Regions from separate parts of the Zea mays genome. Here all the other regions are linked to region 1. Evidence: chromatin contacts called from public Hi-C data. All regions are on one chromosome and are shown on one strand. The core of a region is the stretch at or near the end of the contact, and the rest is flanking DNA. Distances in the headings are between cores, read along the strand shown. Region 1 holds the start of LOC100192713 (Putative RING zinc finger domain superfamily protein). Region 2 holds the start of LOC100283611 (RING-H2 finger protein ATL80). Region 3 has its middle 44 kb from the start of LOC100283611. Region 4 has its middle 26 kb from the start of LOC100278708.

Evidence for each region. Hi-C and Micro-C count contacts between places; a contact is called where the count stands out from the background.
Region 2: a contact with region 1 is called in a Hi-C map of ear, with 2.4 times the contacts expected there. The contact joins the promoter of LOC100283611 here to the promoter of LOC100192713 in region 1. A contact is called at or near these places in 2 of 25 Hi-C or Micro-C datasets (ear and leaf).
Region 3: a Hi-C map of bundle sheath shows a contact between it and region 1, with 3 times the contacts expected there. The contact joins the enhancer-like site here to the promoter of LOC100192713 in region 1. A contact is called at or near these places in 4 of 25 Hi-C or Micro-C datasets (bundle sheath, ear, leaf and 1 more).
Region 4: a contact with region 1 is called in a Hi-C map of tassel, with 4 times the contacts expected there. The contact joins the enhancer-like site here to the promoter of LOC100192713 in region 1. A contact is called at or near these places in 2 of 25 Hi-C or Micro-C datasets (ear and tassel).

What each region holds. Positions count from the first base shown.
Region 1 is chr9:69,224,945-69,232,723 of Zm-B73-REFERENCE-NAM-5.0, forward strand. LOC100192713 (Putative RING zinc finger domain superfamily protein) reads left to right here and starts at 4,597. Exons shown (of 1, transcript NM_001137915.2): 1 at 4,597-5,665. The coding sequence starts at 4,718. The coding sequence ends at 5,464.
Region 2 is chr9:68,979,589-68,987,367 of Zm-B73-REFERENCE-NAM-5.0, forward strand. It overlaps LOC100283611 (RING-H2 finger protein ATL80), which reads left to right and starts at 2,716. Exons shown (of 1, transcript XM_020544476.3): 1 at 2,716-3,505. The coding sequence starts at 2,746. The coding sequence ends at 3,420.
Region 3 is chr9:69,022,385-69,030,163 of Zm-B73-REFERENCE-NAM-5.0, forward strand. No RefSeq gene overlaps it. Among protein-coding and RNA genes, the nearest start is that of LOC100283611, 44 kb to the left of the region's middle. Within about 2 kb of position 4,832, at least 18 of the 20 cell types and tissues checked have an H3K27ac peak or open chromatin away from gene starts, as enhancers often do. A contact at or near this core is called in bundle sheath, ear, leaf and 1 more, where this site is marked.
Region 4 is chr9:69,402,503-69,410,281 of Zm-B73-REFERENCE-NAM-5.0, forward strand. No RefSeq gene overlaps it. Among protein-coding and RNA genes, the nearest start is that of LOC100278708, 26 kb to the left of the region's middle. Within about 2 kb of position 4,284, at least 15 of the 20 cell types and tissues checked have an H3K27ac peak or open chromatin away from gene starts, as enhancers often do. A contact at or near this core is called in ear and tassel, where this site is marked.

The sequences.
Region 1 (7,779 bases), core at 3,347-5,846:
CTCTACGTCTTTCCATTCTTCTTCCCTGCCTCTACCAAATTCTTGTGTTCTAGCCTAGCAGATTGTTAACAGCACCTCGCGTGCCATTACCGAAGAGAGCAAGGGAGATAGAGAGTTGAGCCACCGCACCCTTGGAGACTTCCTGGGGAGACTCGCCGTGATGCACAGAGGGTGTTCGTAGCTTCACGGTGTGATGTTCGAGGTTAGGGAGCAAAGTATTTCATGCCACGACCACTTCATCGTCGTGGATACGCCCCAAATCGTGGATAGGACTGTGTGCACCCATATCACCGGCGAGATAACCATCCTCGTCCCCATCCTTGCTCCGAGAACACATAGCATCCAACCAAGTTCAGGATCGATCCCCTTGTGAGCAGGAATTTCTTGTCGGAATTAAAGGCACCGCCTCGGAGGCGTGTCGTGGCGTGGGCAGCTTCATTGCCACCCCATCTCGGATAAGCTAGTGCCTCATTTGTTTCTCCGTACTATGGGCATCAAGTAGAGCGTATATATCGGATTCCTAACTAACACTTAGGATCGTCGGGGCACCATGTGCCTGCGAGGTTTCGCTGCGACCTTGGGCGCCACCGCCTCTAGCCGGTGGGATATTGGGGGAGAAGGTCATGTGCCGTCGGTCCTATGATGGACGACCAAGATTAGATTAATGGGTGAAGAGTTATGGGTCATTGTATGGTAGATGTGCGGTTCTGATTAGAAGTGGCGTACCCCTTCCAAGATCTCATCCGGACCGCAGATCATCGATCCAACGGCCAGCGTAGCGTATCGTTTGATAAAGGCTATGATGTAATCTCAGCCGCTAGTTTGGCGATGGATGGCTCTAGTAACCCGGACCCCTTTAGTCGCGTAAAAGTGCAAAATAACCCCAGCGACTAGAAGAATAGAACCCACCGTCCATATACGAATTAAAACAATATAATTAATTCGGGACTTTGCAAAGTTATTTTTGAATGAAAAAGTGGTGAACTCCACTCTTTGCAATAGCAAATAGCCAATTTTGTTCATCAAACCAATACCCAGCTAAAATAATCCATAGAAGACAACTCTGCTAAACAGGTGCTAAAATATTTTGGCCATTTTGAAGATGACAACTATGATGGTTTAATTTGGGAAACATCATTCACATGGATCAGTTGTTTTAATGTATCTTCTCTTCATCCAATGTGTGTTTTGAAAAAAACTCTCAAAATTTTCTTTCTAAAATTGTTTGACTTCATATATGACATGGTGGACCCTCGTTTCTTGCCAATTAATTTAGGTCTAGGGGTGTACTCGGATCGAATACGAACGGATGTAACAGAAACTATATTTATGTTCATATTTTTATTTGGATGGGAATACAGATAGCATCGGACATGAATACAACTATAGATGTTTTCTGGTGCAAATACGAATAGTGGTGTGTCGAATACGGAACTAGTCAGACACAGATAGCGTCACTAACGGATTTTTCGTCGGTGACCATGTAAGACAATATTCCACACATATCATGGTTGTTGTAATCATTTAGTCGTTCCTTGAGTTCAAACATTTTTAGGATTATATGTGGACATATGTTGCGCCATTGTAAAATTTCATGAATTGCTAAGGCTATTGGTGCATTGTTAATAGTTGTGTGAGTTACACATGAAAAATTACAATGCAACATATGTCCACATATAATCCTAAAAATGATAAAGCGAAGTATTGATTATATTGAAACTTGGATAATTAGAGTGATTTCATGTGTAACTCACACAACTATTGGAAGTGAAATGGAATAAGCGTTAGCATTTTGTGGATTTTATGTCCAAAAATTTTGTGGATTATATGTGATCATATGTTGTGCCTCTTTAAAATTACAAGGATTCTGAGGCTATTTGGTATTATTAATTTCTTTATACAGATAATCATCAAAATACAATTAGATTCATAAAATATTCTATTGTCGACTAAAAATGTAAATATGTTATCAAGACTAATAAATATTTTATAAGAATATAACCTCAAGTATGAGATGAAAATGATAAAGTGTTGATTATGTTGGAACTTGCATACATAAAGTGATTTCACGTGTAACTCACACAATAAGTGGAATTGAAATGGAAGAAACATTAGTATCTTGTAGATTTTAATGGCCAAACATTTTTAGGATTATATATAGACATGTGTTGTGTCTCTGTAAAATTTCATGAATTTCTGAGGCTATTGGTGAATGTTAATTTCTTTCTATAGAAAATCGTCAAAAAACAATTAAGTCATAAAATATTCTAGTGTCGACAAAAAATGCAAATAAGTTACAAGACTAATAAACATTCTATAATACCTTAAGTCCCCACATGAAAATTATAAAGTGAAGTATTGATTATGTTAAAAGTTGGATACTTAGATTAATTTCATGTGTAGCTCATGCAAGAAGTGAATTTGAAATGGAAGAAACGATGACATCCTGTGGATTTCATGGTCTAAATATTTTTGAGACTTATATGTGGACATATGTTGCGCCTCCGTAAAATTTCATAAACATCTAAGGCTATTTGTGTATTATTGATTTCTTTTTTCATGAAATCATCAAAATGACATAACTATCCAAAAATATATATCCACGAAGATATTCGTATATCCAAAATCCGACGCATATCCACTATCCCATGTTTGTATCGGATATTCGAACTATACTATTGGTATCTAAATCCAAAATCTAAATATGGTGTGGATATCTAAACTATCCGACCAGATAATTGATCTCTTCGGACAATCGGACAATATTCACACCGTTTACACACCCTATGTAGATGTAGGTCTCATTCGATTTTTTTGTCCTAACTCTTTGTGTGGGCTAGTGGACAAAGACCGACGATGGGCCTGAATTGGATGGGTCGCTAGATTTCGGCTCCTGCAGGGACATCGTCTCCATCGTCCAATCCTGTCCATCGGCCAGCGCTCATGCTTATCCATGTTGGGAGTGGAGCCACCGTTCATCCGACGGCGAAAAAAAAATGAGACGCTTCCTTCCCATTTCCAGTTTCCATCGCCGTTCACCGCTGCACGTACCTTGCTGAAAGAGACTGGTGGGCGAATCAGCGTCCGCGAGACATGCTACTACCGCAGTTTAAGCCCACTTGGCCGCGTTGCTCGATGGGCCACAGTCCTGCTGACAGCGACGCCCAGAATCGTCTGCTAAACTGCTCCTTGTGGTTGTGGGTTACAACTGGTCCTTGTTACCTGGAACCGAGAAACAGGACCAAACCCAGCTAAGCCAAGACCAAAATAGAACTTAATTAGAAATTCAATCTCTAGTCCTAGATAACTGAATTTAGACCGGCCGTTCAGTCTTAGACCCTCGATAACTAATTAGCTTTATTTTACCCTGGACTGAGATACGAGAGAGCTCTTTTGAGACTTTCGTTAAGCTTTCTAGTAAAGCTAGGTAAGCAGTGACGGAGCTCCGTAAAATTAATGTCTCGGACTACTCTATAAATGTAATAATGTACTAATCCGTCTTTTCATTTTTCATAATTTAGTTAACAAAATGAACTAGCGGACGATAAATATTTTAAGAATGAGGTAGTCAAATTTAAAACAATCTAGTAGAACTATGATAGGCAGGGAAATGGGATCTGACATTCGGGAACAATTCCTTATAATAGGGGAGAATCACAGGCACATGGCAGCAGCCAGTCAGCACTCAGCACAAAGTGTTCGCTGCTCAGGTGGTCGCTGCCCATTAGCCAGGAAGGCGCTCCACCCTCGCCTATGAATAAGAAAAGAAAGAGAATCAGGTTGAGGAAGTTGTATAGCTTGGGAGAAGATGTAATGACAGGGTGAATTTGGGTAGAGGCGCTACACCTGGGCAAGGCACGCGCGCGACACTGCTACCGGGGTCGCAGGGAGGCTGGAGGCGGACTGGCGGAGGGGGACTGGCGGAGGCCGAACTGGCGGAGGCAGACGACACTGCTACAGGGTCCCGTGGAGAGCAATAGAAGACTGGAAAGAGGTGGCCGCGCCGTTGGTAACATAGAAAGCACAGCCACGCAGGTTTGCGAAATAATTGGAATAGCATGTGTTCTCGTTACTCGAGCGACTAATGGAGTCTGTCAGTACCAGGCTCAATCGCTGCAAGCAGAAGTTCTTTTGATCTATAATTTTGGGTTAGATTTTTTAGCTGAAGAAAAACATATATATAGAAGAAGACTTTAAAATTGAGTCCCAGGCCACGGTACAGGTGGTCCGCGGCCCAAATCGGCCCTGAAGGTATGTAAATATCTTTCGATTAAAAGAAAGAGAGCTCCCGACCATCCATGCAGTTTGCTTTAGATTAATGTTGGTTGTTTAGACTGCTGCATCTATAATTTATAAAAACAAATATACAATAAAAACAGTAAAATCTGGTACGGATGAAAGAAACACGAACTTTTCTTTTCGGACGTAGAGTTCGTGATCCGGTCTCATACGTGCGCCAGTCACTTTTGCTTATGTCGAAGCAAACCACTCAGCATTCACATCAGTATTAATCGTTTTCTTGAATCACTTATTAATTAACTTTCTTTGACCTGCCTGCCCGCAGAAAAAGGCGAGATTTTGGTGCGGTGATTAGACATTCCACGGAATCTCTCCCAGCTGTCCTGTTTTTCCTTCCATGGATCCCCCTCGCTAGCTGAGCCCGCTGGTGCTCGCGGTCGCGGGTGGTGAGCGCGGCCTCGCCGGCGGCGCAGCGGCGATGGACCTCCCGTGGCTGGATCTGCCCTTCACCTTCCTGACGCTGCTCCTTGCCACCCGCCTCGCCTACGACTACTATGGCGACGTCGCCGCCGCCTTCGCCGGCGGCTTCTCGATCCAGGTCTTCCTCTTCTACTGCTTCGCGCGCTGGTACCGCTACGCCATCGCCGGCCGCGCCGCCGCCGCCGCTGGGGCCCGCGACGACCCGTCGCCGTCGGCGCGGCCGCCGCCGCAGCAGGAGGAGGACGCGGACGCCCCGCCCGTCCTGACACCGCTGCTGGGGTCGCCGGACGGCGCGCGGCCGTCGACGCTGGCCAACCGTTGCTTCGCCGTCGTGTTCATGGTCTTCGTGCCGCTGGTCATCGTCGTCTTCGAGCGGAGCCAGGCCGACGTCGTGGCCTACGCGCTCTGCCTCGCCAACATCATCGTCATGGTCGTCTGGCTCTCGCCGGACACCGGGTCAACGGTCTCGGCCGCCAAGTCGCTCCTGCGTCTCAGCGACGACGAGGATGAAGGCAGCGGGGGCAGCTCCGGCGCAGAGGACAAGTGCTGCGTCTGCCTCGCCGGCATGCGGGAGGACCAGGCGCTTCGGGCGCTGCCGCGGTGCGGCCACAGCTTCCACGACAAGTGCATCGGCAAGTGGCTCAAGGCGCACCCAACGTGCCCTGTGTGCCGGGCCACCGCCGTGCCGCCGCCGCTCCACAGCGGGGGCGGCGATCCGCTAGATGACGATATTAGCCCCGTCTAGCTAGCTTCCCCTCAGTGATTCATCCATCTTATCTTATCTAACGAATTTGTGGACATTTGTTGGGAAATTTGGTGAAAACCTGTATAGTAATCCAAAACGTTGTCAAGCTCAATTCAACATGTCAGTAGTGATTTGTACATACGGTCCCGTTTGTGCACTCTGAGAAAAGCAAAGCCATGTCTCTCTTGCTTCATGACAATCATTGAACATTTTGTTCGAGAAGGGGAGGAAAACTGTATGGTTTTCTTGAGGAGTACAAGCCGTCGGTGGATCACAAAATGTTAACATGCCACTGCCAATTACTACACTCCACTTTGATGCCGGTTTGTGTAGCTAGGAACTACATAAAACATATAGAAATATCTCTATACTGATTCTCTAAAATAATATAGATTCTGAAAATAGACCAGTCCACAGCAGATTCTCCAAATCGTGTTTTTTATATTTATAAGTTACAATTGATTAATTCAAAACAGATAGAATAAAGAATTAATTATATCTCGTAAACTCAGTGGAACCTTAGGACCCCTAAGTACTTCGTGGAGACATATTTAAGTCTACTTCTAATGCAACAAATAACGTGTCATTTGGACCCCTAATCAACAGTAATGACTATTTTCCTACAAAATGTGAGAAGGTAAATAGATTGTAAGACCACCCTCGACTCAGTGCAGACTTCCATAAAGAATTAACCACATCACCTAAACTGAGTGGAATCTTAGAGCCTCTAAAAGCATCTCCAAAAGTTATGTAAACAAGTCTCTAAATATGAATTTAACAAGTTAAAAAAAACTCTTCTCCAATAGTTATATAAATCAGTCCATAAATTTACAAAGTCCCTATAAAACCTAATGTTATCCCTACATTTACCAACCTTGTTAGGACTCCCTAAATCTATGTTGATACTAAATCATGAAAACCATACTTTTGCCACTGTTTTGCGCTATCCTACTCTCCTGTTGACCACAAAATCCATCTCTAGCGTCCAGATGTCTTGATGCCGCCACGACTAGAGAACCTCTTATGCCGAGGCGTCGCAGAGCACATCTTAGATGTCTTCACGCCATCGCCACGATCGTCTGATCTTCCATTGATAACTTCGACCTCTCAAGACATCAGGGAAAGTTGTGATATTGATTTTTACCGCAAGCTCAATTAAAAATAGAAAGCATGCTCGCTTATTTTTTTGTTAACGTAGACAACTTTAAAAATTAGCAACCAATAAATAGGGAACTGTTGGAGCACATACATTTTTAGTTCTTAAAATGTTTTAGCAACTTATTAAATCTATAATTTAGGGTACTAAATTTACATAACTATTAGAGATGCTCTAAGGCTATTCACAATAGGGATTTCATAGCACTCTTTCCAACAATGCCACATCATCAAGAGTGTCATGAAACTAAAAATAAACAATGTTTCTCAATGCAAAATTTCATTTCACTATTTCATAGATTAACATACTAATTAAATATTGCAACTAAATGACCAATAGAGGTTAGTAAAATATGTCAAGATGAAACAAACCATTCTCAATGGAGGTTTCACACAGTTTCCAAGACCTTGGAAAAGGGTTGATATGGTTTCATCCCATGAAACTAATTTCATCCTATGAAACTCATTTCTCTTAAATGTTATGCCATGTCATCCAAAATGCTGACGTCGCACACCATTAAATGTGCATGAAACTCCCATGAAACTTCTATTGAAAATAGCCTAAGTGCTTCGTGGAAAGATATTCCAAGTCTACTTTCCAACGCAATAAACAACACATCAATTGGACTTCCCAATCAAGAGTAATGATTGTATTACAACAAAGTGTCAAAAGTTGAATGGACTACACGACCACCCTGGGCTCAACGCAGACTTCCATAAAGGATTAATTAGATCTCTTAAATGAAGTGGAATCTCAAGGCCCCTAAGTGCTATGTGGAAATACTCAAGTATATTTTCCAACGTAACAAACGACCCATCAATTGTACTTCCCAATCAAGAGTAATGTCTGCTTTAACAAAAACTATCAATAGCTAAATGAACTACGTGATCACCGAGCTTAGCACAAACTTCCATAAATAATTAATCATATATCCTAAACTAAGTGGATTATTAGAGCCCATAAGTGCTTCGTGGAATCATATTCAAGTTGACTTTCTAACACAACAAACAACATGACATTTGGACTTCCTAATCAAGAGTAATGACTATTTCACTACAAAGTGTTAGAAGTTAAATGGGCTGCGTGAGGCTTCATAGAAACTAATTTCATGGTGACTCTTCAAGTACTGCAGGCTTCACATAAACTCATTTTGTGATGA
Region 2 (7,779 bases), core at 1,466-3,965, 250 kb before region 1:
AGACCGCATTCACTACGCGGTATATGTTATTTGAATATTTAGTCATGTCTTTCGGATTAACAAATGCTCCAGCCCACTTCACATACTTAATGAACTCGGTGTTTATGCCTGAGTTAGATACATTTGTGGTGGTCTTCATTGACGACATTCTGATCTATTCCAAAAATGAAGAGGAGCATGCTAAGCACTTACGGATCGTGCTAGCGCGCTTAAGGGAGCACCAGCTATATGCTAAGTTCAGCAAATGCGCGTTCTGGTTGGAGGAAATCCAGTTTCTTGGACATGTATTATCTGCAAAAGGGATTGCGGTCGATCCCAGCAAAGTCAAGGATATTTTAGAATGGAAACCGCCTACTATGGTACATCAAGTTCGAAGTTTCCTTGGACTGGTTGGATATTACCGCAGGTTCATTCCGGATTTCTCCAAGATTGGTAAACCTATTACGGGTTTATTGAAGAATGATACCAAGTTTGATTGATCCTCCAAATGCAATGAAGCCTTCGAGCAGTTGAAGGTATTATTAACCACTGCTTCGGTATTGGCTCAACCAGATATAGAAAAGCCTTTTGATGTGTATTGTGACGCATCAGGCAGTGGACTCGGATGTGTCCTAATGCAAGAGGGCCGAGTCATAGCTTATGCTTCAAGACAACTACGCCGGCATGAGGAGCATTATCCAACTCATGATTTGGAATTAGCTGCATTCGTTCATGCCCTCAAGATATGGCGTCATTATCTGCTGGGAAATACTTGTCATTTATATACAGATCATAAAAGCCTGAAATATATCTTTACCCAGTTGGAACTGAATATGAGACAACGAAGATGGCTTGAGCTAATTAAAGATTATGACTTGGAAATCCATTATCACCCAGGAAAGGCCAATGTGGTGGCAGATGCATTGAGTCGTAAAGCTTCCGGTCATTGTCTTACAATAAGGACCCCTGACACCACCCTTTGTCAAGAAATGGAAAAGTTAAACCTAGGTATGATACAACACGGAACTTTGACACAATTAAAGCTTGAGTCAGTTCTTCTCCAGAGAATTATTGATGCCTAAAGAACCGACAAGGGTATGAAGAATATTCATGAGAAAATAGAAGCCGACAAAGTAGATTGCTTCAGAAAAGATGACCAAGGAATAATATGGTTCAATGATCGCATAGTAGTGCCTAAAGATGCTGAAGTCCGCCAACAAATTTTGGATGAAGCTCATCTTAGTCGATATTCCATTCATCCCAGAAGTACTAAGATGTACCAAGACTTAAAGCAACACTATTGGTGGACAAAAATGAAGATTGAAATTGCACGCTATGTGGCAAGATGTGACACCTGTAGACGAGTCAAGGCCGTGCATATGAAGGCCGCTAGACCACTGCAATCTTTGCCCATCCCAACATAGAAAAGGGAGGATATTAGTATGGACTTCATTCTCTGAAATAATCTGCAGGGACTTCATTATTTTCTTGGTGGTCGTGCTTCCCAAATCTTGCATACTAAATTCCACCTCAACTCCTGCAACACGCCGGCTTCATCTTGGTGCTGAAACTTTAGATGATGAAGGCCTTGTTCGGTTATTAATGTTACATGTGTAATGTGTATTGGAGTGTATTGGGTGGGATTGGAATGTATTTTGACTTATTATGGATTTAAAACGGCTCAATCCCACTCAATACATGTGGATTTATCACCAAAACGAACAAGCCCGAAGGTGGAAGTCGCTTATCACAGCATGGGACCAGTAGCAATCCTGTGTTCTGGCTTGAAATTTTTCTAAGGAACTCATCCTTTTCTCAAGCATCGCCTGATCTTGTGTCTCGCTCTCAAGGTCGAGAGAAGGAGCCATAACTGCTGCCATGTCGCCCTCTGCTGGTGAAGGATTAATGAAAGGTTTGTCATGTGCAAGCGGAGCAAGCACCACTGCTACGACGCCCACCCCCTCCTCATGCTGGTTCTGCTTGTTGCTGCTCTATGTAGAAAGATGATTCAGTGTTTTAATCTGATAAATGGAACTCATAAAACATTTCCCCAAGTTGCATTCTTCTCAAGGGAGAAACAACAAACGTCTGCACCATATGTTTCTCCTCTGTATTGTAATCTTCTATAAGCTGCAAACAACATATCTCACTCTAAACAGGATGAAGGAAACCAGTGAGTTTCTATTGCGAGCAGGTGCAACATGGATCATTATGCTATATTTTGGTTGTACTGAGTTGTCATATGGGCCAAATTTCATTGTTCTTCTTGGATCTGGGAGCAAAGGATGTTCTATTGGTTTGTGCCCTTTCGTGTATTAATAACTGATGATTTATGCCTCCAGTTTCCTAACCTGAGGAAGCACATATTGGTTGTACTGAGTCTGTAACTAAGAGTGTTATATTATCAATATTTACGCTGATGGTTATGAAGCTATCCAAAGTGAAGTAGTTTTGGTATACTCACGATAACAAACAAGATTCGTCACGAGCTTTGAACGATATACATGCCTTCAATGCCAGGGAGGTGCAGTGCATCGCGTCCGAGAAAAGAAACGTTGCGTGCGGCTAGCTCTGTCTGAGTTGATCGTGCGAAAAGTGTGTCCTTGCGCTCGAAATAGCTTCTCCCTCTACCTTTACAGACTTTGTTAGGACTCAGGAAATGACCTAGCAATACTGTCACTGCCACCTACATTCTATAATACTGTACGTTCCAGTACAGTTCCAGTTCGCAACCAAGGAGAGACTGAGTTATGCCAGCGGCGCTACATGTACCGAACAAGCATGCCGAGCGTGCACCGTTCGAGGATGCTGGCGTCGGACCGTGCGGCGCCGGACAACGACAACATCCGCCTCTGCTCTATGCTACTGGCATCGGTCGTGTCGCTGTTGCTCCTCTGCGGGGCCCTCTCCGTGGTCTCCAGCACTAGTGCCCTCGCCGTCACCATGGTCTACGTCATTGTCGGCCCGGCGGCGATCATGCTTATGCTCGTCTTCCTCGGCTGTCTTGTCGCGTCGGGGACCCGGGCTCTGGCCGTGGAGCTGGAGCCGCAGCCTCAAGCGCCCGCAGAGGCAGCTCCCGCGCGCCTGGCGCGACGCCTTTGCGCGTGCGGGCTGTCTGACGTGGCGGACGTCGCTACGATGCCAGCGTTCCCGTTTCAGCCGGCCCAGCCCGTGGCGGCGAGCGAGGGCGAGCGGCAACCACCTCGCCGGAGCGGCGTGCTGTGCGCGGTGTGCCTCGAGGACGTGCGGGCCGGCGAGATTGTGCGGCAACTTCCCGCGTGCCGGCACCTGTTCCACGTCGAATGCATCGACGTGTGGCTGCGCTCGCACCGAACCTGCCCGCTCTGCCGCTGCGAGCTCCCGCGGCGGAAGGCAACCGCTCAGCAGACCGTGGCCGTCACGCTGGCCACGCCGGAAGCGGCGCCGTTGCCGCCTGTTTGAGTCTCATTAAGGGCCTCTTTGGTTCTCGTAGCTAACTACCAGTCCCGGTCGTATGATTTTGAGGGCCCCCGGCAAATTGATCGTGGTAGGCCCTCTATACTATAAAAAATTCTATATTATGCAGCGGAGCATATTAATACTTCGTAAATAAATGATGATGTGTATTGAAATTAATTTTTAAAACAATCTAAGAAGCTAGATAATATACATCGGTACAAATAAGCACTTCGCAGGTTGAAAAATAGGAACGACGATCGCCGAATAACCTAAATTCTGATTGCTCGACCATGCGTGTCTGAAGGCTAACGCAGTGGTGCCCAGCTCCGTGGAATCCTGGAGGGTTGGATCGGCGAGATGACGAACGACGATCACGTGGAGGATGTGGTCTCATAGATGCTCGGGGACGTGAGCGTGACGACTAGGCAGTGGGCAACGCGTGCCACATTGTCCATGTGCACCGGGCGTCAGTGTGCCCAGCCTTCCCGCCCTATTGGCTACCTATATTATTTTACTACTAGCATATAACCCGTGCTAACGCTACATTCCTGTGAAGAGGAGGAGAGGGGTGGACGATGACGGTGGTGGCGCGAGGGGAGGGATTGATGGCGGTGGGGACGCGGGGAGGGGAGGGCTAAAGGATGATCAAATAATATTGTTTGTTAGATTTGAGTGAGCAAAATAGATGATGTTATTCAATGATCTAAACCGTTAATTTTGATGTTATGTTAAATATGGTTGTAATTTGTTTGATGGATTTCGTAAATATTATAGGTGTGTGAGTTATTTGGTTAGATGGGTTTTGTAAAGTGTAAAAACTGATGTATTATATAGTGTTATAGATACTAAATATTGGGCCCCTAAAAATTTTAGGCCCCCGGCCGTCGCCTCTCTCGCATAGGCTCAGGGCCGGCCCTGCTAACTACACCACACTTTATATAAGATTAGTCGTTTGAATTGAATAACTAATCTTAGACAGGAAAGTTAGGCAAATTGTCGCAAGTTAGATAGAGAACCAGATAAGCCTTCACTTCAGCGCCACTTTTTCGTTATAAAGGTTTGTTGCTGAAGATCTCTCAAAGCTAGCTTGGCCTGACGCCCTGGCCTGTGAAGTTGTCCTACATTCTTCAATCCTTGAATTTCTTTGGGGGCAAATCAAAGATGATGTGACGGCATATGATTGATTGCAATTAAATATATTTCTTCCGTCTCAAAATGTATTTTTAGGTTATTTAAAGTATATATTAACGAGAGATTATATATATACAATAAAAATGTAATATTTACATTTGGACAATAGAGAAAATAAAAAGAGATATCTAAAATTTATTGGTTTCACATATAGAGGTCTATTTTATTTTGGTATAAATTTTAAATAAGCTTATTATAAGACAGCAAATTTATTTGTACCATGAGGAGGTGAAACGACTATGTGGTACAATGGAACTATATATTTCTAGCCCTGCTGCTCGACATTTGCATTTCTTAACGATTCAATTGTGTTCACAAACTAAAGGCTTCTCAGAAAGCTTAAACATGTTTCTTCTATCACGTAATAAAAAAAGTAAATATATGTCTCGCGTCTGGAGAATTCAATCAAATTTAAATTTTTGCTAAATTTATAAAAAAATATATCTCTAAGTGAGTTTACTATAAAAAATATATAATGTAATTAAGCTAATGTTGTTTACTTCATATTATAAATTTATTATATTTTTGTACATATTTAGTTTAACTTGAATTTAATTTACTTTTCAAGATATGAGATGAGTATGGAATTGAGCAGTGGCGGAGCCTGCTCGTAACCGGAGCCTGGGCATCATTATAAATTTCTAAATTGTTTCTAAAGTATATATTCAACATAGACTAGTAAATTTCAAGAGAATAGATATAAAATATAAACATTCAAGCAAACAATAACTTAGTGCTAAAAAATTTAAACGTAGCACGGTAAATACCTCAAGATGGTAGAGAACGAGGCAAATTCATCTTTCTAGTCTTCATGCCTTGAAACTGTCGCAATATGGTAGAGTCATCAAGTTCTTTAAATATTTTCCGCTCGATGTAGCACACCATCAAATGATTGAACCACTCATCAGCCATCTTGTTTCGTAAATTAATCTTGATAATTTTCATCGCCGAAAATGCCCTTTCAACAGATGCTGTGGACACCGGTAATATTAATGCCAATTCAATAAGTCTATAAACCAATGGAAAGAACTTATGTTTCTCTGTCTCAACCATCTTAGAAGCCAAACTAGCAATATCAGTGCAAGTAGAAAATGTTGCATGCCTTCTTACTTGAAGAATATAAGTATGAAGTTGTTGTCTAATTTGTGCAAAGTCACTAGTAGAGAAATCAGCATCATAAATCTGAGCACCTCGAACAAGGCTATCTATATCAAACCTAGAGAAGTTATTCTTTGGATCAAGACATGAGAAACATGTCAATATCTCAATAGTGGATTCTCCAAATCGATTATTCATCTCAACACATATTGTATCAAGAACAACAAAGAAAATCCCAACACGATAATGATGAAGGAAAGTTGTAGTTTCATTTTGGCGCTTTGCACGACCTCTGCTGACTGGTATTTCATCCATCATATTTGGCACCGAAATATTCTTTTGCTCACAGTATATCTTAGCCTCATCAAACACTTCATCCCAACCACTCTCCCTCAAAGATGTTGAAGACTCATCATGTCCACGAAAAGCCATGCCTTGTGCAATTAGAAACTTTGAACATTCTAGAGATGAAGTCAAGCAGATTCGATACAATTCCTCTGCTTCTTCAATAGCACGACTAAGCTGAGTTGAGATGCTTTGTCTTTGATTTTGAAAATCATCAAAATGCTTAACACACTTATTATGAGCACTACTCACTCCACCAACATGCTCAGGTAATGCTTTGTATGCATGCTTCCAATCATTAAATCCCGTTTTATTAAACACATCATATCCAAATATTTTTGCCCTTCTCGGCTCTTTAAAAACAAAGCAATAGAAACAAAATGCTAAATCTTTGGACTCGTTGTATTCTAGCCAATTATAATTTATATACCAAGATTTAGAAAATGCTCTTTTCTTTGCATTATTTCCAAATTGCTTCAAAGGAAACTTCAGAATAGGTTGAGTTGGTCCTTTTTGAATGTAAGCTCTTCTAACTTGATCTCGAATTTCAGGACGAAACTCATAAATTTGTTTTCTAAGTGCTGGGTCACTTACAATATCTTCCAGATTAAATCCATATCCATGATTACTATCTTGAGGTGGAGCAGAAGGTTGAAGTGGAGGAGGTGGTGGTGGGTGACTGCCTTGTGCTATCAAATACCTCCTCATCCTCGCAATCCAAAATTCATAGCATGTCAATACTTAAATTAAATCAAATGTTCAATCGAGTAATCAACAATCAATAATTAGATACTATAAAAATCAATTAAGAAGTTGGTGGAGGTGTAGAGCTGATGCCTGACGGTGATAGAGGCGGACGAGCAGGCCACAAGCGGGCAGTGGTGGCGTCCGGCATGGGCGCGCTGCACGTGGAGCTCTGCCTGTGCCTGGGCGTTGGGCACTGGCTGCTGGTTGCTGGTCGCCTGGGCACTGGCTGCTGGCCGCCTGGCGCTGTGCCTGGGTGCTGGCAGCTGGTGGAGGGCGCTGACGGCTAACGTGGTGTGCAGCACTGCAGCTGGAGGCTGGAGCCTGGATGCTGGAGGGTGGCAGCGCTGTGCGGATGGACGGATGGAAATATGGAATGATGGATGACCTAGCCTTCACTGCATTATTGGGCCTAATTAACTAATTTAGACATTTAGTGGACTGCATGCAACAGGCCGAAGCCCGGGCACGTGCCCTGGCTTGCTGGGCTATGCCTTCGCTACTAGAATTGAGGACCTACATATGTGTTTCGAATTTCTGGAAGCCTATCTGACACAATATGTTGTCAGGGAACCAAAACAATATTGTATTTTTATGTTCTCTAGATTGATAGTTATATGAAATCACATAATTACATCTACTTAATTCTTTGTTTGTTCAGCTTTATTTAGATGACACGTAGCATACATCGTAGCTCACCTATAGACGGGCCTTGGCACTAACGTGATGGGCTGGTTCAGGCATGACACGAAAAAGCACAGTCCAGGTACGACCTAGTCTGGTTAGAATAGTGCTAGTGTCTCACATGGCACGGCTATGATGTCGTTTCTTGGTCATCATCTCGATCCGCTATGGGCACAACACGGTTACATTTTTTCAGATTACTAGCAAACACACATATATGCTATCAATTCTACACATACCACAAGCGTAGTTGAGTCCTCCTGATTAGTAGGTCGTGGTTAAGCCTTTTTCTCAAAGCCA
Region 3 (7,779 bases), core at 3,582-6,081, 200 kb before region 1:
AAATAAGAATGATAACACCACTGTTTTTCATCATTATAGATTTGATGTGTTTAATGTTGCAATTGATCAACAACTGAATGAGATAGAAGATCGATTTGGTGGCTAAGCGACAGACCTTTTATCACTTTGTGCTTCCTTGAATCCAATACTTGGCTCTTTTGACATAGAAAAGGTATGCTCTCTAGTGGAAAAGTATTATCCTGCAGATTTTTCTCAAATCAAGAAAGAATGCAATTAGAGTGACAATTGCCACATTTTCAACTTGATGTTTGCAACCATCCAGAACTAAAGGGTTTATCATCTTTAGCTGATTTAACAAGTGGATTAGTTAAGCTGGTTAAAGATTCTTCTTATCCGATGGTAGATAAATTATTGAGATTACTCTTGACTCTCCCTGTGTCAACTGCGACCACAGAGAGAGTCTTTCCAGCTATGAAATTTGTGAAGACACGTCTTCGAAGCAAAATGGGAGATGCCTATTTATGGGATTATCTGGTCGTTTTAGCGGCAATGATTAGTTCTGATGATATTATCAAGGCCTATGATCTAGCTAATACACATAGAGCTAAATTCAAAATAACTGAGATGTAATTTTATTTTGTTTGACAAAATAGATGTTGTTTTATTATACTGTTTTTGTAATGAAAATTATATATCAATATATGCATTGTGGTTGGTTTCCTTGCCATTTTTATAATGTATCCTTGCTGGTTTGGTCGCTTGGAGGCTAAGTCTGTCCCCTCTGTCTTCGGATCCTGGCTTCACCCCTGTTGCCAATCACTCATCATCAACCTGAACTATAAGGGACAAGTCAAACTTGTGTTCGCATTTTTCATTTTATATTTGCTAGATCATAAATCTGTATTGCAATCAATCTCTAGAAACTTCTAGTTATTATGATTTTTGAATGGGACATCTATAAAATCCCCTTGAATTGCTTGTTATTTTTATCTGGTTTGATAGCACGTTTTGTCCAAGTGATTATTACAGACCCACTGAGGCACGAGAACCTGCTCAAAGTCAAGCATTTACTTTTTTAGATAGAGACCGACATCTTGGAGCTAACGTAGGGTAGAAATAAGAAAGAACGAGTTAAGTTAAGATAAATATCTTATATATTCCATGACAAGAGATGCTATTCCATAAATTCGATTCTTTCACTGGACATTATTTTACCAAGACCTATATAAAAGCAATCCGATCCCTCATTTGAACTGCACAAGCGATATTCTCATTTCATTTATTTAATCATAGTTATAATCTATCAAATAAAAAATAAAAAACTTATAACAAATTAGATTTGAACCTAATTAAAGTAGGAATATTAATGTATATTATTCAAGTAAGGATTAACACTAAGATTTTGTTTATATAAAGGTAACAAGTGAAAAAAAAATTCAAAAATTTTGAAAATTGGCAAACTCTGTAAACTTAAAAGTGAAAAGGAAATTGAAGAAGTGAAATTAAATCTAGTTCATCGCAACGAAGGCTCGTTAGCTTGTCGTGCTAGTCCATCTCACCGCACTAGCCGCCGCTGTCCGCCAGTGTACAGTGGACAGGGGGTGATGACTGGATGCGGGCGACGCGATAAACATGCACGTCGAGAGAATGGCTGCATTTTCCACACCGCGAAAGGAGCCCATCACTCGGAAACCGTAAGCCGTGCAAACAACAGGCGACGCACCGGCGCCGCGCGCGCACGCCTATTTCTAGCTCGATCGTGTCCTCTCGCCGCTCCGGAGTCCTCAATCCACACGCTTGGGCGAGCAAGCCTTGTTCCGGAAGCGCGCGGACGACATGCTGATGCTGCACCCGAGGTTGGTGTCGTCGAGCGCCGTGGACGACGAGGACCACTGCGAGAGCTGCGCCTGCTACTGCGCCATGGTGTCCTGCGTCTCGCTGCTGCTCTTCATCGTGCTGGCTGCCGCGGTCAGCATCCCGAGGGCCTGCGCCATCGCCGGCGTCATGCTGCTCCTGCTGGGGCTCGTCGGCTGGCTCGTGCCCACGGGGAATGGAGCCGGTCCGGCGGCGCAGCAGCAGCAGCAGCAGGGCCAGGCTGCTGCCGATCCTGGGGCGCGGCGGCTGGTGGTGCACCACCGGTGCGCGTGCGGGCTAACGGACGCCGCTATCGCCGCGCTGCCGGCGGCGTTCACGTACTACGAGGCGCCCGCGGTGAAGAATGGAGTGGGGAGCGAGGACGACAAGCAGCCGCGCGGCAGCTCCTTGCTGTGCGCGGTTTGCCTGGACGACGTGCGGGGCGGCGAGATGGTGCGGCAGCTGCCGGCGTGCCGCCACCTGTTTCACGTCGACTGCGTCGACGCCTGGTTGCGCGCTCACCGGACGTGCCCGCTCTGCCGCTGCCAGCTCTCCCCGAGGAACGACGTCAGCACAAAGCGGGCCGCCGCGGTCGTCGGGGAGTCATCCATCGACGCGTTGCCGCCGGTGTGAGTGTTACTCACTCATCAATCCTCCGAAGCTGGCCGGCGCATTGGTAAACTGTATTGGACCAGATTCTTCATTTCTTAACACCACATAATAAAGAAAACTTCGGCACAATTTCGAGGGCGCGCAGCAGACGTGTGTCTCTACTCTCTAGTCTCTAGGCATGAGCATGAGCCTCAACATCGATCGAGTGGTTCCAACCACATCGCCAGACCCGACGCTTCCAGCAGTCGCGAAAGAAGTAGCATCTCGCCGATGGGGACGGGTACCAGACCGTACGGACCAGGGAGTCTACAACTTGACACGCTTCAGTTCTGCCGCTACCAGACAGGCAATCGAGTCTATCATGTCAGTGCCAGCTTTTGTACTGTATGCTCCGTTGCACCACGAGGGTCTGATGAATGTTGCTGCCAGTTACATTTTCGTGAGTTGTAAAACCAGAACAAATACCCGTGTTTCTTAGGAAACTGAAGCTTTTGGGCTCTTGGATCTATTTGGATGGAATTCTAAAACCCGCACTCGTCTAGATAAAAATAAGCTGACGATGTTTGTGGGTTAGAATAATTATCTAGAATGAATCCTAAGGCACCTCAGAATAAAAATCTCATAATCCTAGATTCTCACCCAAACGAGCTAGATTGTTGGCATTATTCTTTTTATCCGGGTTCTTTCTTGAAATCCCCTGGCACATTTGGATGGAATCCTCGGATTCTAAAGTTTCTTTCTGTATCTGAACTATTGAAATTCCTATGGATGCAAACGATCCATACGTTTAGCTGAGCTGAAACGACATCCGTTGATGGCAATCTGTGCTGCTGTTGATCTGTTGGACTACCTGACCAGATGAGTGGACTAGCTTGGTGAGAATTGGACCGGTTATTTTACTTGCTTTTGTGTGGTAGAGGAGGATGGCAAACCTAGATTGAAAACGATGACATGTGAAAAATCCAAACATTTGGGGTTTGTCGCTTTCCCCCTAAAACGCTTGGAGTGAGTTGTTCGAGTTGTTGCAATTTTGGTGGTGGTCGATTGAGTTGGCTGAGTTGACTCAGTCCGTCGTGAGTGCTTCGGTTGTTGGTCTGCACGCCGTAGTTGCAGTGATGTGCAGCACATCACCCTAATTTTGTGGGTTCTATGTTCAGATTCAGCTCAAAAGACCGGGTTGCATTTTTTTTTTGTTTTTTTGTCCCAATAATAAAATTTACGGCAAATATTTTGTGGCTATTTCAAAAAGAACTCTGAATATGCTCATTCTGTTGGTTCGGTTTGATTATTTTAATCTCAAGAGACGGCAACATAAAAGAGCGAGAAATAAAAAGGCTGCTTGGCTCTAGCTGCAACAACTAGCCAATCCAACAACATTTACTGCATGACTATAGAAAATCAGTACTCTCTGGAGTAGAGCTGTAGGCCTTTGGGTTTTGAAGGTTAGTTTGGAAACTCAAATTCCCTTTGGGATTGAAGGTAATGAGAGAGAAAATTAGTTTATTTTCACCTTAATCCCCTCTAATCTCGAAGGGGATTTGAGATTCCCAAATTAGCCCTTAGGATGTGACCTTTCAGCCGAGTGATATCCAGTCCGATAAACCAGCAGAAGCGACAGGGCCAAAGTAGAGTGAAAACATAAAACAAATAGCAAGCGGAACTGCTTAAAACTCGAACACACAATACACAATGCTTACCGTAGAGAGAACAAGGCCACAACTAGAAGTACAGCACTGGAAAAAAAAACAAGACAAGACAACAACGAGCCAACGATATAGACCCGTCCTGCAAACAGCACTGATTCTCAATTTATCCAAAAAATACAATTTAATCAAATTCATTTTGGATTGAAAATATATTTGTGATTGATGGCCTTCATGCCGTTGATATATATATATATATATATATGTGTGTGGGTGCGCGCGCATGTCAATTATCGTGTGTAATACCCAAAAGTTGGAGAAATACAATAATCCTTGAGACCAAGTGTCTAAGTGAGTTTTGTTTATTTTCTTTAGCATCTCAACAATATACAAGGGTTTGATGTAAAAGAAATTATCAAATAAAAATAACTAAAACAACTATGCACTCATGCTGATATGCTTTGATTTCTGCACTTAATTTAGTGATCAGACTTCATTGGAATTTAAAATAAAAAGGGAAAAGAAATAATAAAGGAAGAATAGAAAACAAAAAAGGGGAAAGCTTCCCTCGATCGCATGGGCCGAATTCCCCAGCCCACAGGAGCATCCCGCACGCGGCTCAGGTGGCTCACACGGGATCATTGTGCCGATAGGGAGGCACATCCTGTCAGTCGTTATCCCTCCGCACGGACCAGCCTTCTATGCTTTCTTTTACCTTCCACCGACGGGTGGGCCCTTTGGCTTAGCCCCTCACGCACCTTGCTAGCACTCGTGTGTCACGACGCTCTCTGCCACGTGGGCCCCAGAGTTCAGGCGTCGTGCTTTCCCCCCTCTGTGCGCATAGCGGGCATGGCCGTTACAAACACTGTGCCCCCTCCTGCTTATCCCTCATGCAAGGGCTGGGTGGCAGTCCCCTCGACCTGGGAGATAAGACCCAGGGCACCTACGCCCCTCCTTCTTATCCTTCGTGCAAGACTCATCGAAACCGCCACAAGAGAGAGAGTCGGGAGAGCTGTCGCCGCCGCATAGCCCGTGCGGCTTGAGAGAGAGGCGTCGTGCTGGGCGAACCGCCACTGTTAGGCTCGACCAATTGGGTCAGTGGGATTCGGCAACGCTCGAGAAGACCGGTTGTCGCATCGACGGACGAAGTGGTGATCGGAGCGCGTGACGATTTCACGCCGGAGTCGGAGCTCCATCGTCGATTCCATTGCGTCCTGCGAGCGGGCTACTTCACAGCTATCACTGGTGAGAAAACCCTTTCAAGTTGTTTGTCGCGTCTTCCTCTACGTGTAGCTCGTTCATATCGGGATTGGAGCTTCGGGAAAGTATCGGGGAACTTCGGTCGTCCTCCTCTAGGTTTGGAAGGGCGGCGCCGCTGAGTCTTGTGGTCGGGTGGGGAAGAGGGTCCCCAACCATTGATCAGGTGACAGTCGACTTAGATTAGATGAAGGGAAGCGTTTTGCAGAGATGGATCTGAGTCGTTGGATTTTGGGCATATGGATCGGATCTGGTGATGGCGTGGCGCTAAGTGGGCAGCGGAATCATGATCCAAGCGTTGAAATCGCATACCGGTTCATAGTGATGCAGATCTAATCCTGGCCATCCGATCTTGATCGGGCGGCTCTTGTGCGGCTATCCCCGTCCATCGTGCACAACTTGCATATGTGTCCCTGGCTTTATTTGAAAACAACATGTCGTCCACACAGAAGCAAATAATAGTGCATATAGGTCCTGGAACTTACACAAAGCACCCTAGATTTTTTCAAAATGTTACCAGCAGCCCAAACATGCTTCTAGTTTAATGAAATCAATTAGAAAATGATGTTCCCTTGACCACTTTTCTTTACCCAATAATATTCTCTATGATCACTTTGGCATGTTCAGGCTTAATTTTGATGGGACCCAATAGGTCACCCTAGTTTGCTTTACTTTATACCCTATTTATCACTGAACTTTTGGGTAGCATTTGCTATTGCTCTATGTGGTTTTGGGTGTTAAGACAAATATGATTTATGATCATGCTTTATTATTGTGATTCTATTCTTTAATGTTCATGATAAGATTATGGTGTTAATTGGAACATGGAGCTTAACTTGAGATAACAGTGCTACCACAAGGGTGGAATGGGACGCCCTTGGCCAAGTAATTAGGAAAGTTAGGGAGAGATTACCTTACCTGAAAGGGGCAAGCGGGGAGGCATCGCTGCAGAGTATAGGGAGGTTCTTGGGTCGGACTATCTATTTAGCTTTCCGGACGAGGGATTCCTATGCTTCCTTCTTCCTTCTTTCTGAATCTGTAGCGGGTCTTCTCGAACTAGTAGAACTTTGGAAAGGCCTTGTACTGCTACCTTGCCTCGTCTCCTCGATAGAGATGAATGGAACTTTTAGACCCCTTAGCAAATGGGGCGTCCACGCGCCACTACACCGACGCACCACATCCCCACTAGCCTGACTCCACCGCTACCCTAGATATAACCTCTATTTCTGTATCATGATCGTAGATCACATAACCCAGTTAGGTGTCTCATGTTCGAAAGAGACACAGTGTAAATATGTGGATCTTTGCATATCTATAATTGTATCTATTTCGAATTGTCCATATTTTTTGGACAGCCCGTGGTTGCGTAGATAGGGTTAATTTCCATGCTTTACTCTCATCTGAGACAGAGTTTCTGTAAAGCCCAAAATTGGTAGGAGAAAATAATAATAATAATGATGAAATAATTAAATAAATATATTTAAGATAGTGTTTTAGGGACTTTTGAAACCTTTGGATATTATTGGGTTTCTCATGCTTTTGAATGTTCAATTGAATAGAATTAAACTAGCCAAATAACAAAATAAAGAAATATAGAATTATGTATCTCATGATGGAGTTCTTGCATTTTTACCTTTGTGCTCAAAATTTTGAGACAAGCTTAAGTTTGAAAAGTAGAACTTGTAGCACCCAAAAATATTATTTTGGATTTCTAATAAGAATGATACGAGGATTTGAAACATGATATTCTTTATATCACCTTTTAAGTCGTATCTTCTTAAATAGATACAACTAAATACTAAAAGATTTAATGATCTTATATAAATTAAGTTATTCTTTTTAGATAAAATGTTAGAAATGTTATCTGAAATAACTATTAATAAATTGGTACAAAAGAAATTATTTTATTAAAACATATATTTGGTGAGTATAAAATATACACTTGGAAGAAGTTGCTTAAAATAAATAAAGCAAGGAATATATATATATAATAAAAATAAAAACAAACGTTGCATCATGCTGGATATTTTGTTTGTGCATGAAAACCTTAACTCTAAGTTTGGATTACAAATTCGAATTTGGAATGGAAAATAAAACTAGAAATGAAATCTGAAAAAAGATAAAAAGAAAAAGAAACCACCCAGCCGCGCTTGGGCCAATTCTACCCTAATGGGCCACCATATTCCCGTGGCGGCCTGGGTAGCTGACCGGTGCCGACACATGGGCCCCGGACGCCAGCGTCGGCCGCGTGGTTGGCTCACTGACACCGTGGGACCCGATGACCAGGTCTGTCTTCTCCGCAGTACGCGCGTGTTAGGTCATGCCACCGGAAATCGCCCACGCCGTAATTGTCCTGCGCAAGCCCATCTCTCCACCGCGCCGCGCCGCTGACTGCTGGACACCGACGGGCGGGGTCCACTGGCAGGCCGTCTTCTCCCCAAGCTCGCGCGCC
Region 4 (7,779 bases), core at 3,034-5,533, 180 kb after region 1:
GTAATCGCTGAGCACATGGCTATGTGTGATAGTTGTCGGAGGATCAAGGCGGAGCATCAGAAGCCAGCCGGGTTGTTGCAGCTGTTGCGAATTCCTCAGTGTAAATGGGATGAAATCGGGATGGACTTCATAGTCGGATTGCCTCGCACTCGAGCCGACTACGATTCCATTTGGGTAGAGGTGGACCGCTTGACCAAGTCAGCCCACTTCATACCTGTCAAGACTAGCTACATCACTGCAATATTGCCAGAGCTGTACATGTCCCGGATCGTTTGTCTTCATGGTCTGCCAAAGAAGATAGTGTCAGATAGAGGAACGCTGTTCACCTCTCATTTCTGGCAGCAGTTGCATGAAGCTTTGTGTACGCATTTGAATTTTAGTTCAGCTTATCATCCGCAGACAGACAGTCAGACTGAAAGAACTAATCAAGTCCTCGAAGATATGTTGAGAGCCTGTGCGCTGCAAGATCAGTCCGGATGGGACAAGAGGTTACCTTATGTAGAATTCTCCTATAACAACAGTTACCACGCCAGCTTGAAGATGTCACCATTTCAGGCGATTTATGGAAGGAGTTGTAGAACTCCGTTGCATTGGGATCAGCCTTGAGAAAAGCAAGTGTTCAGGCCAGACATTTTGCTCGAAGCTGAAGAGAACATCAAGATGGTTCGGGAGAACCTGAAGATAGCATAATCAAGGCAGCAAAGTTATGCAGACACGAGAAGGAGAGAGCTGAGTTTTGTCTACCTGAAGGTATCACCTATCAGAGGAGTCAGAAGATTCGGAGTCAAAGGCAAGCTAGCACCCCGATATGTTGGTCCGTATCAGATTCTCGCGAAGCGTGGAGAAGTGGCCTATCAGCTCAGTTTGCAAGAAGATTTGTCAGTAGTGCATGATGTCTTTCTTGTGTCTCAGTTGAAGAAGTGTCTGCGTGTGCCATAAGAGTAGTTGCCAGTGGAAGGTCTGGAAGTCTAAGAAGACTTGACCTACATAGAGAAGCCAACGCATATTCTTGAGACTGCAGACAGGGTCACCAGGAGGAACACTATCAGAATGTGCAAAGTCAGATGGGGTCACGACTCTGAGGAAGAAGCAACTTGGGAGCGTGAAGATGATCTGATGGCCAAGTATCCTGAACTCTTTGCTGGCCAACCTTGAATCTCGAGGGCGGGATTCTTTTAAGGGGGATAGGTTTGTAATGCCCTGAATTTGAGGGGTAAAATTTTTCTTCTTCGATACTCACCAAATTTCGGCGTTACTCTCTTTTCTCTTCATGTTTTGCTCCTTCTTCCAATTTTCAAAGTAGTATAGCGACTGGTGTCCATATCATGTGTAAACAAAAACCTAAGTTGAGATGGGTGTTGCATCATGCCGAAGCATATTTATTTGTCTGATGCTGTGTTTAATCGCGCGTCCGTCTCGCCTCGTTTTGGGTTTTGATTCGCAATTGGATTCCGATTAGTGGTCATGCGTGTAGTGGGTTTCCGGCCTGGCCCGCAACCCGACCCAGCCCAGCCCGGCCCGGACCCTGGCCGCGCGCCCCTGGCGCCCCACACCCCACATGCGCGCGCCCCCTTCACTCTCTATCTCATTTTGTGTTTCCCGCGCAGCAACTCCCTCTCCCTCTCTTCCACCTCTCTCCCACCTCCTTGCCCTAGGTGTGATCCGGTGGACGGTTATCGCCGATTGTTGAATCCCAAGGTGAGCTCCCCTCCCCTCTCATCTCTCCCTCCCTCCCCTTCCCTCTTCCCTGGGCACGCGCCCCTCTCCCCCACGGCCTTGCACCCTCACCCGACGGCGCCCACGGTAGCCCCTCTCCCCCGTGGCCCCATGCCCTTCCCCGGTAGCCTCGCGCCCTCCCCCGGCAGCGCCCCCAGTGGCCCCTCTCCCCCGCGGCCCCATGCCCTCCCCCGGTGGCCCCCATGCGGCCCCTTCCCTATGGCCCCTGCGCGGCCCATCTCCCCCACGACACCACACCCTCCCCGGCGGCCCCCTACGTGGCACCTCCCCGGTGGCCCCTACTTTCACAGCCCAACCAAGTTATCGGGCCCATGTACACCAATCCTTGCCATCAAGGCCTTGGATAGATATGTAAGTGGATCAGATAACTTACTCGGGGTGCCGAGTTTCGATGAACTCGTTCAATTCCAAGGACCATTCACCCAAAGTTGCAATTATTACAATAATCATACATGAACATAAACTTTAAACACAGGAGTTGAGAGGAAGACTTTGCAATAAGGTAATAGACATTAAGTAACTTTTAAGTATACAAACCGAATAGTATTTATTATTACATGCCCGAGGTAAAGTTAAAGTGCTAACTTATTACATCAACTGGGAAGAAACCATCTTCCCACAGTACACACATAATGCACATAAGTAAAAGTCGCTATTATGAGTTTAACAAAACTCAAACGTGTTGATAGCTTCTCCGGCAACAACAATGGGAATAAAACCCTAAGTATGGAATTACTCAGCAAGACTGACCCGACTAAAGAAAAGACCCTCAAGGATATGCTAGTTGTTGGGAATCAAGGTAAAGCTTACCAAATTTCAAAGACTTAGTTTTGCAGAAAAGCTTACTAGTAGTGGGTCCTTAAGCCAAACTTTTACTTCACAAGTTAAGTTCATTTTCTGCATCTAGATTTGCCTAATCTAGAGCATTCACTTGTCCTATACTAGCTTCATTTTAGCATCTTTTGTTTCACTTGTTAACTACGCTGAGGGTCGAAGATCTAGTCTTCATATCCGAGAAGTTTGGCGATGCGAATCGATTAATACCCAGCTGGGGATCTCCAACCACACGACATATGTAGCACTTAACCCTTGCATATGTCAACTCGGCCATGGGTTTCTCAAGACCAGAATAGGTCCCCGCCAACCGATAGCTCAGTACCCCACCATCCAGCCTCTTGCCAGGTGGATACACGATACTCTCGCCATCTCTCCACTCCCATTGCGGGCCAACCTTTCTAGTATTGGTCCAACCGAGGCTAAGCTTACCAATGATGAGGCATGTGGCCAGTTAAAGGGTCCTAGATCAACAGGCCAACAATCGGAATGGTCCTTAATCGACATAGACAGTACGACCTTTCCTGCTCAATGTCTGGTCTCACATTAAATTATTTATGAAAACCTGGTACCTGTTAGAGGTACCCTTCTAAAATGATGAAGTCATCAAGGCCTTTGATACCTTCATCATTCTAGTTCATTTTTCTTTGTAAAAACAAGATTCATAGATCAAAACATTTTTGTTCCTAGTCTATAAGCATACTAACCACGTCTAGCTTTTCAAATCAGGTATCAAGGATGATAATCAATAATTCAAGGAAGTTATGCAGCAAAGGGTTAATCATTAAATTCCTACCACCTAATGCAGCATATAAGTGATAAAAGTTTTAAAACAGCAAGTAGGTGGTAAATGCACCGGGGCTTGCCTTTGTGAGGAGGAGAGTCGGGCTCTTCTATAAGGATATTGCAGTTAGCAGCAAATCCAAATGGGGCACCTTCTGGAGGACCTTCGGCGATAACCTCAGTTGGAGAAGTTTCAGGTGGAGGAACAGGCTCCTCTTCCACTTCCACTTCAAATTCTTCTTCTAGGTGCTCTACAAGTCAACTAGAAATACATGCTCATGTAATGATATGATATGCACAATCTCACAAGGGAAAGGTGGAATGCTCAATTATTCTTAAGTAAACATATAGTTATTATACTTATAGTTTTAGGTTATCTAATGATGGCTTAAAGTGGTCCAACTAAATCTACTTCAAAGTATCAGAGAACATATACTCCAAAGCTTGCCAATATTGGTGTTTGACATTATGTGTGACTCAAGTTTGATCCAACCCTAAATTAGTATTAAAGATTAGTGTGTTTTAAATACTCATACATAGTTAGTTTCTGGTTTTCTAATTAAATAAATTCCAAACATGCTCAAACTTTGACCAGGAGTTATTCTAAAGGTATATAAATTTCTCAAAATTTTCTATGATTTTTGGACCTATGGTTTTATTTCTAAAATTCTTTCAAGCTTCTCAAGCGTACTTTAAAATAACTAAGAATTTACTTATTATGGCAAAAACCCTAAGAATAATTTTAATATAAACTACATAATTTCGTGGGCTCTACAAAATTAGTTTAGTAATTTTTTGCAGTTTCCTATAATTTATAATGAATTTTGCAACCTGCTACTCAAAAGAAAAAGGAAAACCACCAATGGTACTGGCCCGAAACCATACGCTCGGCCCACGGGTTTGCCAGAGCACGGCCCCACATCAGCCATTCTCGCCCGCGCCTATCCTTTTTGCGGCCAAGTCCCTACTGCCCAAATTAATTTCACCGAGCCTATTCTACTATTGCAGTGAGTCAAAGTCCCACGCGTTTAACCCCTCGGTCTTCGTTTCTTTTACCACGGCGGGTCCACGACACCGCCGCGCTAGAGTGTCGGCGAGCCGAAATCCAACTAGCCAAAGGGGCCGTCCCCAGCGAAAATCGAGGCACCCCCGCATGCCCCGGACCAAGGCGAACTCACTCAGGGTAGAAACGGCTACGGAGACCTTAAGAGCTATGTTCACCGTGACACCGGTGAACACAAAAGTCCGGCGAGCCACGACTAGAACCTAGGACATGGTAGAACTTAAACGAAGAGTATGGGGAGCATCAGTGGCTCACCGAGCACACGATGCTCATCAAAGTTTGCTTGGAGAAGTCGTAAGCGGATCGGTCAACGTTGGGGGTGGTTCACGGCGTCGATCCACGACGGCAAGCCGGTGTTCTGGACCAACCAGAATGTTAGAGATCAAACGGGCAATTCGGTGGGCTTCACCATCAAGCGTAAGCATTGGAATACTAAACCCAGGGCACAAAATTATACCGTGTTAGCCTGACCTTGATGGGGTGAGACGTCGGCGGCGTGATCACCAAACGCAGGGAATCGCTGTGCGAAGGACTTGGGCAAACACCCGGTGCGGCTAGGGGAGCGCTAACACAGACATGAAGACGTGAGCCACTACAACCCACGGTGAACTGAACTGAACTAAGGGGGGGGGGGGGGGGGGGGGGGGGGGGGGGGGGGGGGGCAGCGAAGGCTCCTGAGCCTGGCTCTTAAGCAAATGGGACAAAGTGTATGCACTAGCTAGGTTCAAAGAAATCAGGATGAGGAGGGACCTCGAGGTACCATCAGTTACATGAGTGTAGGCACGTGGCTTCACTTCCCCACTCCACACAGGACCAATATACAGAGAGGTAAAGAGTGGAGGCTTAATCCTGTGCTGACAGCAAAACACATGAGTAGTTGAGTCACCATTTATGATATGCTCAATTCTGCCTCTGTTGCCTTCACGCCATTTTGTTCAGGATAGAGTTATTCTCATCCATTTTTTTCTAGAGTTTCCTGGAAGGGTGTAGTAGATTGGGATCCTGTCTGCTGATATTTTTTTTATCCTAGCTGAACTAGTCGAACTTGAATGCAGGACCAAATTGGGACCCCTTTTTCTCTCAATTACCAATAGCAACAGATCCATCTTAATTCACAAGAGTTATTCCCCAACCATAGATCTACTAACTTGCTATAGCAACCCATGGTTCAAAATACTCAGAACAAGAGTTATGGTGTACCAAAGTAGAGCAAAAAGACTGAAACACCCAGTTTCAGCTAACTGAAACAGCTCACCCCCAACCTGACATAGAAAATTTCAACACCTTTTTCTTCACATTTTACTCAGTAGCAAGCCCAACTCTCAACATGAAACTGTTTCACCTTCAAATTATCTTCCATCTTGCTATAAAACTTTTGGACCAAAACCTCATGAAATTGTCACAAAAATGCTCGAAACCGGGCATCATGCACTGCAAATTCAGTTTTCAGTGACTGAACATAATTCAATTACAGCCAACCTGACAGCTGATCTTGGAACCAATGTTTCTCCAGGTTTTGTATAAGATCAAGTCCCTCACCCTTAAATACATTTGTTCATTTATAGATAACCTCCATTTTTGTTATAAGGATCTCAGCTCAAAATTGCCTAGAAAAGGCACCACACAGCTCCAAAGTAGAGCCAAATACTGAAACTCAAATCTGTTCACTATTCATTATCTGGAAACTCCAAGAACCTGACAGCCCATCTTTAGGCACCCTTTTCTGTGATATTTGTGTAGCACCAAGCCAGCCTCCCTTAAACAAACTTGCACACTAATATATGTTCTTCAACTTTTCTTTAAATGGTATGGTTTAATACTCCAAGGATCAAGCACTAGAGAGCTCCAAAGTTGAGCCAAACACACAATGTCTGTGTGCTGAAATAAGATTTAGCACATTGAATCTTTGGACTACTGTTACTGTCAGGTCCAACTGGTTTTAGTGGCATTACCCTTAATCAAACTTGTACATAAAAGTATAGGCTTCCACTTTGGTACAACACTCATAGCCCAGAACTATATGGATCAGCCCTTAAGGAGTACCCCAAATCTATTTCAGACTCAAAAATCATCAGGGCTGAAATTTGCTCTGAAGTCTGAACATTGCATCCTTAGGCTCCTTTTTCTGCCAGTTCCATATGGACCTAGGGTTATGTGACTTAATAAAGTTTGAGCACCTGGTGCAGCTCTACAACTCTGCTACAACGACCGTTTTCAAACTGTCTACAGATCGAAAGTTACAGAGGCCTAAAGAGAGCTAACTAATACGAATTCCAGAATTCCAAACCCTAAGTCAAAACTTAGTTTTAAGTTTTTCTCCACTTCTTCCTATGAAACTTGTAAATCTCTACACATGGAAATTGCTTGGTTTGGAAAACCCTATAACTTTAATATTTTGACTTTTGGCAAAATATTGCCAGATCACAAATTTCACCTTTGGGACCAAAACTTGAGTTTTCAAACTAGGTTTTCCACTCTCTATCCATTACCACATTTCATTTAGAATTTGTCTTGGTCCTAGTGAATGCATTCTAAGTGTGTTCAATACAAAGATGCCAATGCATATGATGTCATGCAAAGTTTTAGTTTTCAGTAACAGCAGGGGTGTTACACCTGCGCGCGCCCCGGCGCGGCGCCGGTCTGGTCCCCGGCGCGCAGCGCATTCCCGCGCACGCAGACCTAGCGCGCGACATTTAAATTTCAGTTTGATTAATTTTAAATTTAGTTTAATTAACGTGCTATGTCTCGTGACGATTTAGTTAAAATCCAGATTATTAATGTGTTGCGTCGCGCGCTTCGCCGCACGACGATTCATTTTAATTTTAGATTATTTAATGTGTGACGTCGCACATTTAGTCGCGCGACGTTTTGTTTTAAATTTAGTTTAAGTGATGTATGCCGTCGAGCGCTTCGTCGCGCGACGCTTTACGTCATTTTCATATTTAATTCAGGTATTTCGTAGCGCGCTTCGTTGCACGACGATTCGTTTAATTTCGGTTTTGTCTAAGTGTTGCGTCGCACGCTTCTCCGCGTGACACTTATTTTATTTTTTAGCTTAGTTTGCGCGTGCTGTCGCGCGCTTCGTCGCACGACAACTTGTCCCAATTTTCGGTTTAGTTCACGTGTGCCGTCGTGCGTTTCGCCGCCGACAATCCTCTTAAATTTACCTTGAATTGTTTATAATAATTGAACGCGTAGCGTAACTTTATTTTATGCATAACGCGATTGTTAAATTAATATGGGTATGTTTTCACAAGTGCTTTAATCCGTAGTTGCTTAACATAATCTCTTTTCGACCATAGCCTCGACCGTTGTTTTTTCTTTCTCGCTTAGTCGTAGGTGCGAACCCTGCGCCAAGCGTC